Regions from separate parts of the Mus musculus genome. Here region 1 is linked to region 2. A link is a contact called in public HiChIP or PLAC-seq data. All regions are on one chromosome and are shown on one strand. Each heading gives the region's core, a stretch centred on a gene start, on an enhancer-like site or on the middle of the called end of the contact. The rest is flanking DNA. Distances are from core to core; before and after follow the strand shown.

Region 1 (6,166 bases), core at 1,182-3,681, 56 kb before region 2:
TTGATGTCTGTTATTAGCACTCTTTGCAAGCTCTAGCCTCCCCAGCAGCCATGTGTTCCTTTTCATGAAGGAACTGCTAGACCCAGAAACTAAACCAAAACAAATTTTGTCAGTCACAAGAAAAGTAACACAAATACTTGTAACAGTCCTGTGAGATATGCCTTATTTCTCATGTTCATCATCCCTACCTGAGTACTTTACATCTATAAGTTTGTTTCCAAAGTCAGTCATCTCTCAGTAATTAAGACTTGTTTAAAAATATTTATTTTATTATATATATATGAGTACACTGTCTGTGCCTTCAGACACACCAGAAGAGGGCATTGGATTTCATTGCAGTTGATTGTGAGCTACCATGTGGTTGCTGGATATTGAACTCAGTACTTCTGGAAGAGCAGTCAGTGCTCTTTACCACCAAGCCATTCTTAGTTCACTTGTTTTTAAACGGAAGTTACAGTAAGGTTATCATGGGATTTAGTGGGTGGTAATGGTATTCTGCTTGATAAGGATTCTCTTTTGGCTATTATTTTTTATGAGAAAACCAAAAATGTGTTGCAAGTTACTATTTGCTTACCCACAGTGTAACAACTAGAGCAGTAAGGGATAGTTGTGCTAATTCCTGAAGAGCTTCGGGTGGGTCAGAGAAGGCAGGGTAAATGAGACATGAGTTGTCATAGTTACTCTTCTGTCTTTTACTCTGCAGTTAAGGGATTATTGAAAGGTCACAGGTCATCTTTTTAGAAAAGATGAATCTATTTATGTGTATACATCTGAGCCTGTGTGTGCAGGAAGCCATGGAGGCCAGAAGAGGGCATTGGTTTTCTCCTTCTACCGTGTGGTTTCTGGGGCTCCAAGTCAGGCTTTGTCTTGCCAGCAAGTGACTTTACCTGCTGAGCTATCTTAGGTCCTTATCGATGAGTCTTACTGTTACTGTGCTTTCATTCCCACTCGGCTCCATGCATTTTCTCACTTCCCTGAGGCTTATTTTACCTATTAGTTCTTGCTATGGTTTAGTATGGTTTCAGTCTTGGCCCACAAAGGTCCCTGTGTTAGGAGTTTGGTCCCATGTTTGGGACTTTTAAAAGGTGGGTGTTCTAGGAAGTCATTCGGGAGGTTCTGCCCTAGAAAGGGAAGGTTGGTTTCCCAGAACAATTCTCCTAAGAGTGAATTGTTAGGACTGCTGGCCCTGGGCTTGTTCTCTGGCTTGGTTTCAGTATGATCTCTCTTATATGCTCCTGGTGTTTGACACTTAAGCTGTGACACTGGTGCTGTGCTTTGAATCTCTCAAACTGAGCTAAATAAAGTGTGTGTGTGTGTGTGTGTGTGTGTGTGTGTGTGTGTGTGTGTGTTTGAGGCAGGGTGTTATGGTAGTCCAGTCTAGCCTGGAACTCTGTAAACTGGACTAGCCTTGAACTTGTGATGATCCTCTTCCCTCTGCCTCCTGAATTTACAGTCATGAGTTGCCATTCTCAGATAAATAAACTTCTTTATTAAGTTAGTTTGCCTCAGGTGTTTTATTGTAGTGACTAGATGGATTCATGTGATCATATGTTTAATTTTACTTTAAATATTTTGTCCATTTTTATTTTATGTATATGGGTGTTTTCCTGCATGGATATAAGTACCATGTGCATGCAGTGTCCTCAGAGGCAAGAAGAAGGTATTGGATCCCCTGGAACTGGAGTTGGAGATGGTTGTAGGCTGCCATGTGATTGCTGGGAGCTGAACCCAGGTCCTCTTGCAAGAGCTGCAGCTCTTAACTGCCAATCCATTGCTCTAGACTCTGTGTGTTTAATTTTTGTGTTTACAAGTTCTCCAGTTTTCTTTCTGTTACTGATTCTTATTCTATAAGAGATAGTACATGCTGGAATATTTTAGCAGGTAGATAGAAAAATATATTTTGTTGTTTGATGGAATGTGTTGTATCTTTTAGGTCTTGTCAGATTATAGTGTTTAGATTCTATTTCCTTATTGATAAATATTCTGTTTCGACGTTTTATTAAAATTTTATTAAGAATAGAGTAATAGCCAGGTGTGGTGGCACATGCCTTTAGTCCCAGCAGTCAGGAGGCAGAGGCAAGTGGATCTCTGTGAGTTCATCGTCAGCCTGGTCTATGTAGTGAGTTCCTGCACAGCCAGGGCTACATAGTAAAACCTGCTCACCTTCCCCCACTCCCACCTGAAAGCCTCCAGCCCTGCTGTAAAACTGTTTCTCCAGTAAGCAGGGACACTGGCTCACATCTGTAATCTGAGGACTGGAGGCAAAGCAGAAGGATCAACAGAAGTTTGAGGCCAGCTTGGGCTACCTAGGAAGATAATGTCTCAAAAGCAAACAAACCAAAAAAACAAAAATAAAAAACAAAGACAACAACATGAAACTATTTTTCCCTTCAAATATATCAGTATTTTATTTTTTTACTTATCCTTAGATCCTTAGTAAAAGTTTATCTTAGAGTCTTTTTATCTTCTGTAAATGATGTAGGTGTTATATCTTTCATTTGACTAATTCATGTATTATATACTTTTCCATCTTCTGATTGCATTATGTGTTTTTATAGAAAAAGTGCCTCTTGTGGACATAGGAGAGTGATAGCTATTTTTTTTTATTCTGTCAACATGTATAATTTGGAATTTTTAATACTTACATTTTATGTAATTAATAATATTTTTCTTGGGTGTATTATTTCCTTGTTCCATATCTTCAGTACCTTTCTAATATTAAGTAGATCCTCCTGCCCCCTGACATTTTGAATTCTTTGTTATTTCTTTTACAGAGCTTCAGGGTTTCTCTGAGAATTTTGTACTTCTGATAGCTTTGCCTTTGTGACTGTCAAGTTCTTGTGGCTTTCAGGGTTTCTTTGCTCTCCATACTTAATATTTTAACTGCTAGCTAAATAGCATATGGTGTGGGATGGGGGAAGGCCTTATCTGGTGCTCTGAATGCATCCTGACTCTGAGTTGTCATGTCTTTGCTTGGTTTTGAAAAGTGTTTTGCTATGGTTTTATTGAGCATACTACTTGTCCTTTAGCTTAAAGTTACTGTCCTCATGGCTCATAATTTTTATTTTTTAATGGAGACCCATAGATACAGTATTTTGTTCATACTTTCCCATTTAAGGGAGAAGGTAGCATTTTTAGTCAATCTCAATAACAAACTATGTAGAAATGACAGGAATATCCTCTTGTCCTTAATTCAACATTAAGAATTGAAGCAACCAAACCAAACAAAAATAACTAGGGCTGTAGCACACATGCTGGGACTTGGGTTCAGTTCTAGCACCCACATGGCAACTCACAACCAATCACCTGTAGCTCCAGTTTCAGGGAATTTGAAGCCCCCTTCTGTCTTCTTTGGGCACCAGGCACACACATGGTGCATATACATTCCATTCAGGCAAAGCATTCACATGCAGTAAATGAGGTAAATAAAAAGCTGGTCATGGTGGTGCATGCCCATTGTCAAGCACATCTATACAGGTCTGCAAAATGAATTCCTGAACAGCCAGGGATATCTGGAGAGACCCTGTTTCAAACAAAGTGGGAGAGCTTGTCACAGTCAGATAGATAGATAGATAGATAGATAGATAGATAGATAGATAGATAGATCTTTTAAAAAATCATAGCACATACAGCTATACACAGTGAATGCAAGTTGTTGGGGTTTTTTGTGTGGGGCCGGGGGAGAGTGTTAGACAGAGTTTCTGTGTAGTCCTAGATGTCCTGGAGCTCACTCTGTAGACTGAGCTCAAACACACAAAGATCCACCTGCCTCTGCCTCCCTAAGTACTGGCATCAAAGGCATGTGCCACCATCACTGACAAATGAAGGCAGGTTTGTTGTTGTTGTTTTGGGTTTTTTGATGAACCAAAAGTATGAACAAAGCATTTTAAAATAAATCACAATAATTTGGAAACATTTTGTCAGGCTTTCAGGAATCTTTAATTTTATGGAAAAATGTTGGATAGCTTTTTTACATGGGAGTTAAAGCATGTTTATTAAAAAAGAGCCTAGCAGTCAGGCTAGTGAGATGGCTCAGCAGGTAAAAAGCTCTTGTCATTAAGCCTGGTGATTTGAGCTCAAATCCTTAGGACCCACATAATGGAGAGAAAACAGACTTCACAAGTTGTCCTCTGAACTTCACAACTGCACTGGGGCACACTTACACACACACACACACACACACACACACACACACACACACGAGTAAATTTTAAAAATGCTAATTTAGAAGAGAACCTAGTAATAAAGCCAAGTTTAAAAGTATATAAAACAATATAAATCCTGAATCTGGTTAGAAATGACTAACCTTTGTAGTGGAGGTACTGGCACAGGCTTGGAAATAACATGGAAGAGGGCTATTGATGCTTGTGGGTCTGTCTCTGTCAGTGCTGCACGACTGGAATTAATCTAGCTCACTGGTTCTCAACCTTCCTAGTGCTGTGACCCTTTAATATACAGTTCATCATGTTGTGACTCTTTACCATGAAATTATTTCCTTGTTACTTTATAACTGTAATTATGAATCTTAGAATAAATATCTGAAATTCAGGATGTCTGATTTGCAACCAACAAAGGGGTTGAGAATTGCTGATATAGCTTGTCTTCCAGGCCTACTATTTTGTCTTTTCCTTGATCCATTTCTACTGTTTCAAATTTGAGTTAGTGGACTTTTTACTTTTCAAGTTTCAGTTTGTTTTTATATTAGCAGTATTCTTTGTATTGAAGTTTTTGCAGTTCTCTGGTGACAGTGCTGCCTGGGAATGTATTCAGTAAATAAGTTCTCAGTTTATATACCCAGGGAACAGGGCATACCTCCACCACCACTCTGAGAGTAGAAAATTAACTACAGAAATGGATTTGGACCCACTGAGCAAATATTGTTACAGTTAAAAACAGTCATGTTACCTGCAGTAACTGATATAGTATAAAATCTGTGTGCTCTAGCAGTACTGATGTGAACTACTAAAGTTAGGAATGGAAGGGGTGAGATCAGAATAAGAACAGGTAGTGCTCTGTCATCTGAGAGGAAATCATCATAAAGGGAAGTAGATGGAGGGTAGTAGGATGTTGTTAGACTCACAGAACTTAGCAGGTACACAGGCTCTGGCGTGTTACAGTGGAGGAAATGGGAAGGACTGAGGTGGAAAGGAAAGGGAAAGGACAGGGCTTGTAGAGAGCAAAAATAGGAGTGTACATTGTTGAATGGGCATAGAAACAAAATGCCTATAAAACTTAAGCAACATAGAAATGAAGCCAAAACCATGTAGAGACATATATTCAGGGTTGAAGGTTTTAAAACATTTCAAAAATAATGGTAGATAAAGGCATTAATATTAATAACATTAATCTGTAGTTCTTTCTTAGTGGAATGGGCTTTTAACTCCTCCCTGTGATGCTTTTTGCAGCTTGGGGGTGGGGAGTGCAGTTTGCAGTCCCAGTTCAAGCTCAAACTCTATTTGTGGATGCATATTGTCCCAGGTTGAGTTTGTCCTCAGTCACCAGCAGGTGTAAGCCCTTTTTTGCATTTTCTCTGTCCCTCAGCGTGGCTTGGTGTGTGTGTGATTTCCCACCCTTTATTAGTCAACATGTACTCAATGGTCACACTTCTCTTGCTATTCTAAGTCTGAGGTCCTGTTTGGAATACATCAATGGTACCTTCTTGGCTGGACATGTTGAGCTATTGTTTACTTTCTGGGCTAGACATGTTCATCTTACTGGGGCTCACTGTTGGCATCTGTCTCCCCATAGTTAAAAATCAGGCCAGTTCACATGTGTTAATTGGGTAGTCTAGCACATTTCTCATTTGTTTTGTTTTGTCTTTTCAAGACAACATTTCTCTATATAGCCTTGGCTGTCTTGCAACTTGCTCTATAGACCAGGCTGGCCTCAAACTCAGAAACCTGCCTGCCTCAGCATCCCAAGTGCTGGGATTAAAGGCATGCGCCACCACTACCCAGCTTTCTCTCATTCTTTTTGTTTTTCTTTTTAAAGATTTATTTTTATATATGTGAGTACATTGTCGCTGTCTCCAGACACATAAAAAGAGGGCATTAGAACCCTTTACAGGTTGTGGGCCACCATGTGGTTGGTGAACTCAGGACCTCTAGAAGAGCAGTCAGTGCTCTTATACTCTGAGTCATCTCTCTAGCCCCTTTCTCTCATTCTT
Region 2 (5,519 bases), core at 1,714-4,213:
ATTTCTGTGCACTACCCTCATGCAGTGCCTTGGAAGGTCAGAAGAGGGCTTCAGGTCACATGAAACTGGAGTGACAGATGACCTTGCACTGCCACCTGGGTACTGGGAATTGAATCTTCCTCTGGAAGAGCAACCATTGAGGAGACATCACTCCAGCACTTTAAGTTGATTTTTTTTTGGGGGGGGGGGGTGTTCGAGACAGGGTTTCTCTGTATAGCCCTGGTTGTCCTGGAATTCACTTTGTAGACCAGGCTGGCCTTGAACTCAGAAATCTGCCTGCCTCTGCCTCCCAAGTGCTGGGATCAAAGGCATACGCCACCATCGCCAGGCGAGGGGAAAAACTTTTTTAAGTTAAAAACTTTGGCTCACCTTGGGGGTGTAGTTCCATCACAGAGCATGTTTCCTCTGTACAAGAACCTGGGCTCAACCCTCAGTAGCAGGGAAACACCATACTCATATAAACATAAAAGCAGCCCAGATCACATCAATAGTACACAAAGATAACATGTTTAAAAAGTGAGGTGGCTCAGCAGAGCCTGGAGGTCTGAGTTAATAATTCTGAGTTAATCCTGAGGACCCACATGGTGGCAGGAATGAACCAATTTCTGTAAGTGGTCCTCAGACCTCAACATGTGAACCCATACACTGGAAAAAACACACACACTCACACAGAAATAAACAATAAAATTCCTAGATGCAAAAAGACAGGAAATTTATTGTTTTTTAATGGCCAAGGAAAGAACAGAATGGTAGGAAGATGCTGTAGGGCCCCAATTTGACCTTTAATTCCCAGCATTAGGGAGGCAGGGGCAGGAGGAGTTCTGTGAGGCCAGCCTCAAGTAACAGGACAGCCAGGACTACATAGAGTAACCCTGTCTCAAACAAAATATCGCTCCCCTTCCACTCCTGCCAAATCCAATAACACAAAAAAGTGGTCAGCATCTCAAAGACACTGAAAGGCTGTAATAAAACTGCAAACTTAGACTCTTTCATTGAGATAAACACATCAAAGGCACTATTTATCGATCTTACTCTTTTTTGGTGGTGGTGGTGTTTTTTTTTGTTGTTGTTGTTGTTGGTGGTGGTTTTTTGGTTTTTTGTTTTGTTTTGTTTTGTTTTGAGGCAGGGTTTCTCTGTGTAGTTCTGGCTGTCCTGGAACTCACTTTGTAGACCAGGCTGGCCTCAAACTCAGAAATCCGCCTGCCTCTGCCTCCCAAATGCTGGGATTAAAGGCATGCGCCACCATGCCCAGCTTGATCTTACTAATTTCTATTTTAAGTTGTTCCAGAAAGTAGGGTGGGGGGAAGGCACAGCCCTTCATTCACTAGATTAGTGTGAGGCTCTGTAGCCAGAGACAGTTGAGGAAAGAAACCCCGATTTAACAGAAGTTTCAAAGCAGCTTTGGTTCTGTTGAGCCTCCTTTTAACTCCAGCTACATAAGTTACACGCCCCCCACCCAAACACCTTACAAAACAAAAGTCACTCGTGATTTGGGGCAAGTTTCCGGAGTTGTGGAACTGTCCCTTTACGCCCCCACCCCCACCCCCTGCCACTGAGACCCAGCATTTTCACCACCAGAGTGAGATTCCTCATGGCTCTTTCCAGTCAGTCCCCGTGTCTGGGAGCAACTCCACAGCGTTGCCTTTTCTGGACCGGTCATAAAAATGCAGTCATACCTCGTGCGATCTTTGGGTCTGGCTTCTTTCATGTAGCAGGACATTTTTAACGGACCTTTCCATTTTTATCCTTACTTTGTTTTCTTTTGGAACTCCTGGAAATGGTTAGCGCATTCTGACCCTCTGTCCACCCGGTATAGCTGCACAGACTTCAGCAGGTCCCGCTCAACCGAGTGACAGATGTACACTTTGGCTGGTCCACAGGCTGACTCAACAAGAACAGTTTTGCATGACATTTTCTTCTTTTAATTATAAATTTTCCCCGCACTCATTTTGTGGTGGGAACAATTGGAACTGGAGCAACTTTTATTCCGGACGTCCTTAGCACACACAACCCTCTCCGCGCCTAGTATTCACTCTCCAGCCGGCTTTTCGAATGGGGGAACAGCATTTGGCGCGAGACTCTAGGGATATTTTCGAAGAGTCCGGACGAAGGGGACCAACAATTAAAACGCTTTCTCGAGTTAAGAGTGCCCGAGTGTGAGACACTCTTGTTCAGGATGGGAGGGTCTCCAGCATAGATTCTGCAGCTGCCCAGCCCCCAGCACAATCACTAGAACCCACGTTCTGATACCAAGCAAAGACGCTGTGCAAGATGCGGGACGCCCGCAGCCAAGGTAGAGAGGGATGAGGACCAGGATATAGGAGCACCATCCCAGAGATGACTCCGCTTTTATCTCTAATGGGGCTTTTTAATTCGCAAAATAACTAGAAAGTTTTACTTAATAAGGAATATATTTGCTAACCTACCATGAAGCCTAAAGGTCCTAAAGGGACTCTCGTTTCATGTCCAGCGTCCCGGCCGTTTGTGGCTGGCGGAGGCGGGGAAAGTCCGGATGGGCGTAAGCGCGGGGCTCTGCTTTCTGCGGGGCTCAGAGGCAGCACGAGACCTGCCTAGGAAGTGTGGCGAAAGCCACCTGGGACCGCGTGAACTTTGAGGCAAAGAGCACCGAGGACTGGGGTGAGTCCCGGGGCGAGGGGTGCGGGCATCTCGCGCGGGAAGCTGGCGAACCAAGCCTCAGCGGGAGAGTTCTGTGCGCTGATGCACCCACTCGGCACCGACGGCGGTTGAAAGACACCAGCTGAACCCCGGAGGTTTGGGGTTCCGGGAGGCGCAGCGGGCCCAGGGGCCGGCCACCCGGCGGACTACAGTCTCCAGAGTGCCCCGCGGCGCGGGCGGAGCCGCGAGCTCCCGCAGCCAATTGAGGGGTCTCGGGGCGCCGCAGAGCAGGTGGAGCCGGCGGGGACAGGCGCGCGCGCGGGTGCCGGGCGTCCTGCAGGCGGGTCTAGGAGGGGGCGGGGCGGGGCGGGCGGGCCGCGGTTCCTGCAGCTCCCTGTGGCCGCTGGCGCACTCGGCGGGTGCTGCGCTGCGAGGAGGGCGGCTCTCCGAAGCCGCGGGTCCTGTCGTCGCGCTCCTCATCCAGCATGGCTTTCGCCAATTTCCGCCGCATCTTGCGGTTATCCACCTTCGAGAAGAGAAAGTCCCGTGAATATGAGCACGTCCGCCGGGACCTGGACCCCAACGATGTATGGGAGATCGTGGGCGAGCTGGGAGACGGCGCCTTCGGCAAAGTCTACAAGGTGAGAGTTCCGATTGCTGAGCCTACCAGGTCCTGCGAGCCCCTGACCCCCACTCCCACCCCCCGCACAGCTGCTTCTGAGCACTTCCTGTGTGCCCTGTACAGGGCACAAAGGGACGTTTGTAGGATCGAGGCATCCCAGGGGGCTACCGGAGGCATCCCCAGGATCACGGTGATAGGGACACATCTTTTAAAGAGGGACTATACCGATGTTGTGGGAATATTCAGGCTCTGGGCTGTGCCTGCAAGGGTTGGGAGTTGAGGACACTTCTGAAGATGAGCCTACGATCGGTACTGGGGAGGTCAGAAGGGCCCTGGAGTAAGTGAGGACAGGCTTGGGATTAGAAGGCTCAACGGAAAGCGAGGACAGGGTCCTGTGAATGCAGCTGCAGGGCACAGATTTGGCTTCTAGTCGCCTGAGTCACCAGAGGCTCCCTGTCTGCAGTTACCTCTCCCCTGGAGGAAGACAGGCTGAGGAGGAGTGGGTGGGGCATAGATGATTCCATATAGACACGTGTGCAGACGGACAGCTCCTGGGGTTTGGTCCTCTGAGCCAATTCTGAGTGCCTGGGTTGTTGTTCAAAGTACCTAACTCATCTTGACTCCACCCTTTCTCATTTCCTCCTCCTCAACACCCTCCCCCTCCCCCGGCTTCCCCAACCAGGCTGCTCAGGCTGGTCTCCCAGATCTACTTGCCTCAGTCTCTGGAGTAGCTTGGACTGTAGGTTTGGCCACTACAGCATAGCATCCCCTACTTTTATTGGGAGACTCCCATAGTTCAGCTGTCTTAGCTGCCCTCCAAAGCCATATGTCATTGTCCTTGGGGCTTTGGTAGTTAGAGGCCTCACTGACCCTTTCAGGATGCTGGACCCCAGAAAGGGCTTTTCCAGTTCCCCAAGTCGGGCCATGCTCCCTTTGACTTGAAATTGATATGCTAGCGTTGGTCTGCTTCTCGCCCCAGAAGTGTGCTCCCTAGGAAAGATGCTATAGCATCCTTGGGAAGCTTGTAAGGAACTAAGACTCTCAGCTGGGCGTGGTGGTGCACACCTTCAATTCCTGCAGAGGCAGGCAGATCTGAGTCTGAGGCTAGCCTAATCTACAGAGTGAGTCCAGGACAGCCAGGGCCACACAGAAAAAAACCCTGACTCAGGGTGACACAAACAGAAAACCAAAGCAAACAGAAAGAAGCTTAAGACTCGGGCCCCACTCAGCACTCAGATTATAGTGCTCCAGCAGCTTGGAGCAGTAGCAGTTTGGAGGCCAGTCAGACCCTTGGAGACCTCCTCTCTGAGTTGTACTTCCTGTGGGAGGGCTGAGGAACCCCCACTAGGGCAAAGTTCCCCAGTGGGAGAGTCAAGCAGAGGTCACCTGGCCTTCCAACTGAATGGAACACTTTGGCTGAGGGGTTTCTCCATATTTGAGGGCTACCGGGCCAGTCTACCCTTTCATCGGTCCTCCAGGCCTTGCTCCTCTGCTGCATTCTAGTGATGTCAGGAAATGGTCCCCAGCCTCTCTCTCAGTCAGCTCTCTCTGATGCTGCCTGCTCCTGCAGAGGTGCCTTGACCGCCGTGAGAGCCCCCAGCCTGACTCACCGTCTCTAATGTTCAGCCATTTTTCCGTCCGTGCATGCTCTTGGCTCTCCATAATTTTTTTTTTCTCTCTTAGGGACTTTGAGTCACCTTCTTGTGTACCTACTATGTGATGCTCTCAATTGTCACTTCAGATCCTTCTCCATTGTTTACAAGTTTCCTGTAAAGCCTCCTGCTAGACTGCAGGACCTCATCTGTCTCTAGTTTGCCCTCCGTCCCCAAATGCCCTGTTCTGGATTTCTGTGGTTCATTTTTTATTTAAACTTTAGTGCAGAACTTTGCTTTCTAAAAGGCAAGACTCTCCATTGTCTTTTCTGCTTGCTGGGTAAAACTCTGCTCTCCGGTCACCCACTATTTTGTTGGTTCCTGGACAGTCTGTCAGGGTTGGTGATGGGTTGCACGGACAAAGATGGCCCCCTGCGGGCTGGAGAGATGGCTCAGCGGTTAAGAGCACTGACTGCTCTTCCAGCGTCCTGAGTTCAAATCCCAGCAACCACATGGTGGCTCACAACCATCTGTAATGAGATCTGACTCCCTCTTCTGGAGTGACTGAAGACAGTTACAGTGTACTTACATATAAAAAGCAAAAACAAAAACAAAAAACCCAGCTGGCCCCCTGAGACTATAAAGGAGCAGAGACACCTCTGTTGACGCAGTGCTGTGCCTTGCATGCA

The links. HiChIP or PLAC-seq counts read pairs in DNA pulled down with a chosen protein or histone mark.
Region 1: an H3K4me3 HiChIP or PLAC-seq map of the SCID.adh cell line shows a contact between it and region 2, with 15 read pairs. The contact joins the enhancer-like site here to the promoter of Stk10 in region 2. A contact is called at or near these places in 19 of 39 promoter capture datasets (the 3T3-L1 cell line, 3T3-L1-derived adipocytes, the C10 cell line and 13 more), 2 of 15 datasets of contacts at CTCF or cohesin (CD8 T cells and the NIH/3T3 cell line), 9 of 484 Hi-C or Micro-C datasets (CD4 T cells, LSK cells, Th1 cells and 6 more), 4 of 115 datasets of contacts at active chromatin or transcription factors (the SCID.adh cell line, embryonic forebrain, embryonic stem cells and 1 more) and 3 of 9 other capture datasets (adipose tissue, liver and pancreatic islet).

What each region holds. Positions count from the first base shown.
Region 1 is chr11:32,475,185-32,481,350 of GRCm38.p6, forward strand. All of the region lies in intron 1 of Ubtd2 (ubiquitin domain containing 2), which reads left to right. Among named protein-coding and RNA genes, the nearest start is that of Ubtd2, 23 kb to the left of the region's middle. Within about 2 kb of position 2,432, at least 5 of the 459 cell types and tissues checked have an H3K27ac peak or open chromatin away from gene starts, as enhancers often do. A contact at or near this core is called in the SCID.adh cell line and regulatory T cells, where this site is marked.
Region 2 is chr11:32,530,303-32,535,821 of GRCm38.p6, forward strand. It overlaps Stk10 (serine/threonine kinase 10), which reads left to right and starts at 2,964. Exons shown (of 19, transcript NM_009288.2): 1 at 2,964-3,257. The coding sequence starts at 3,102. It also overlaps a transcript of Efcab9 not described here.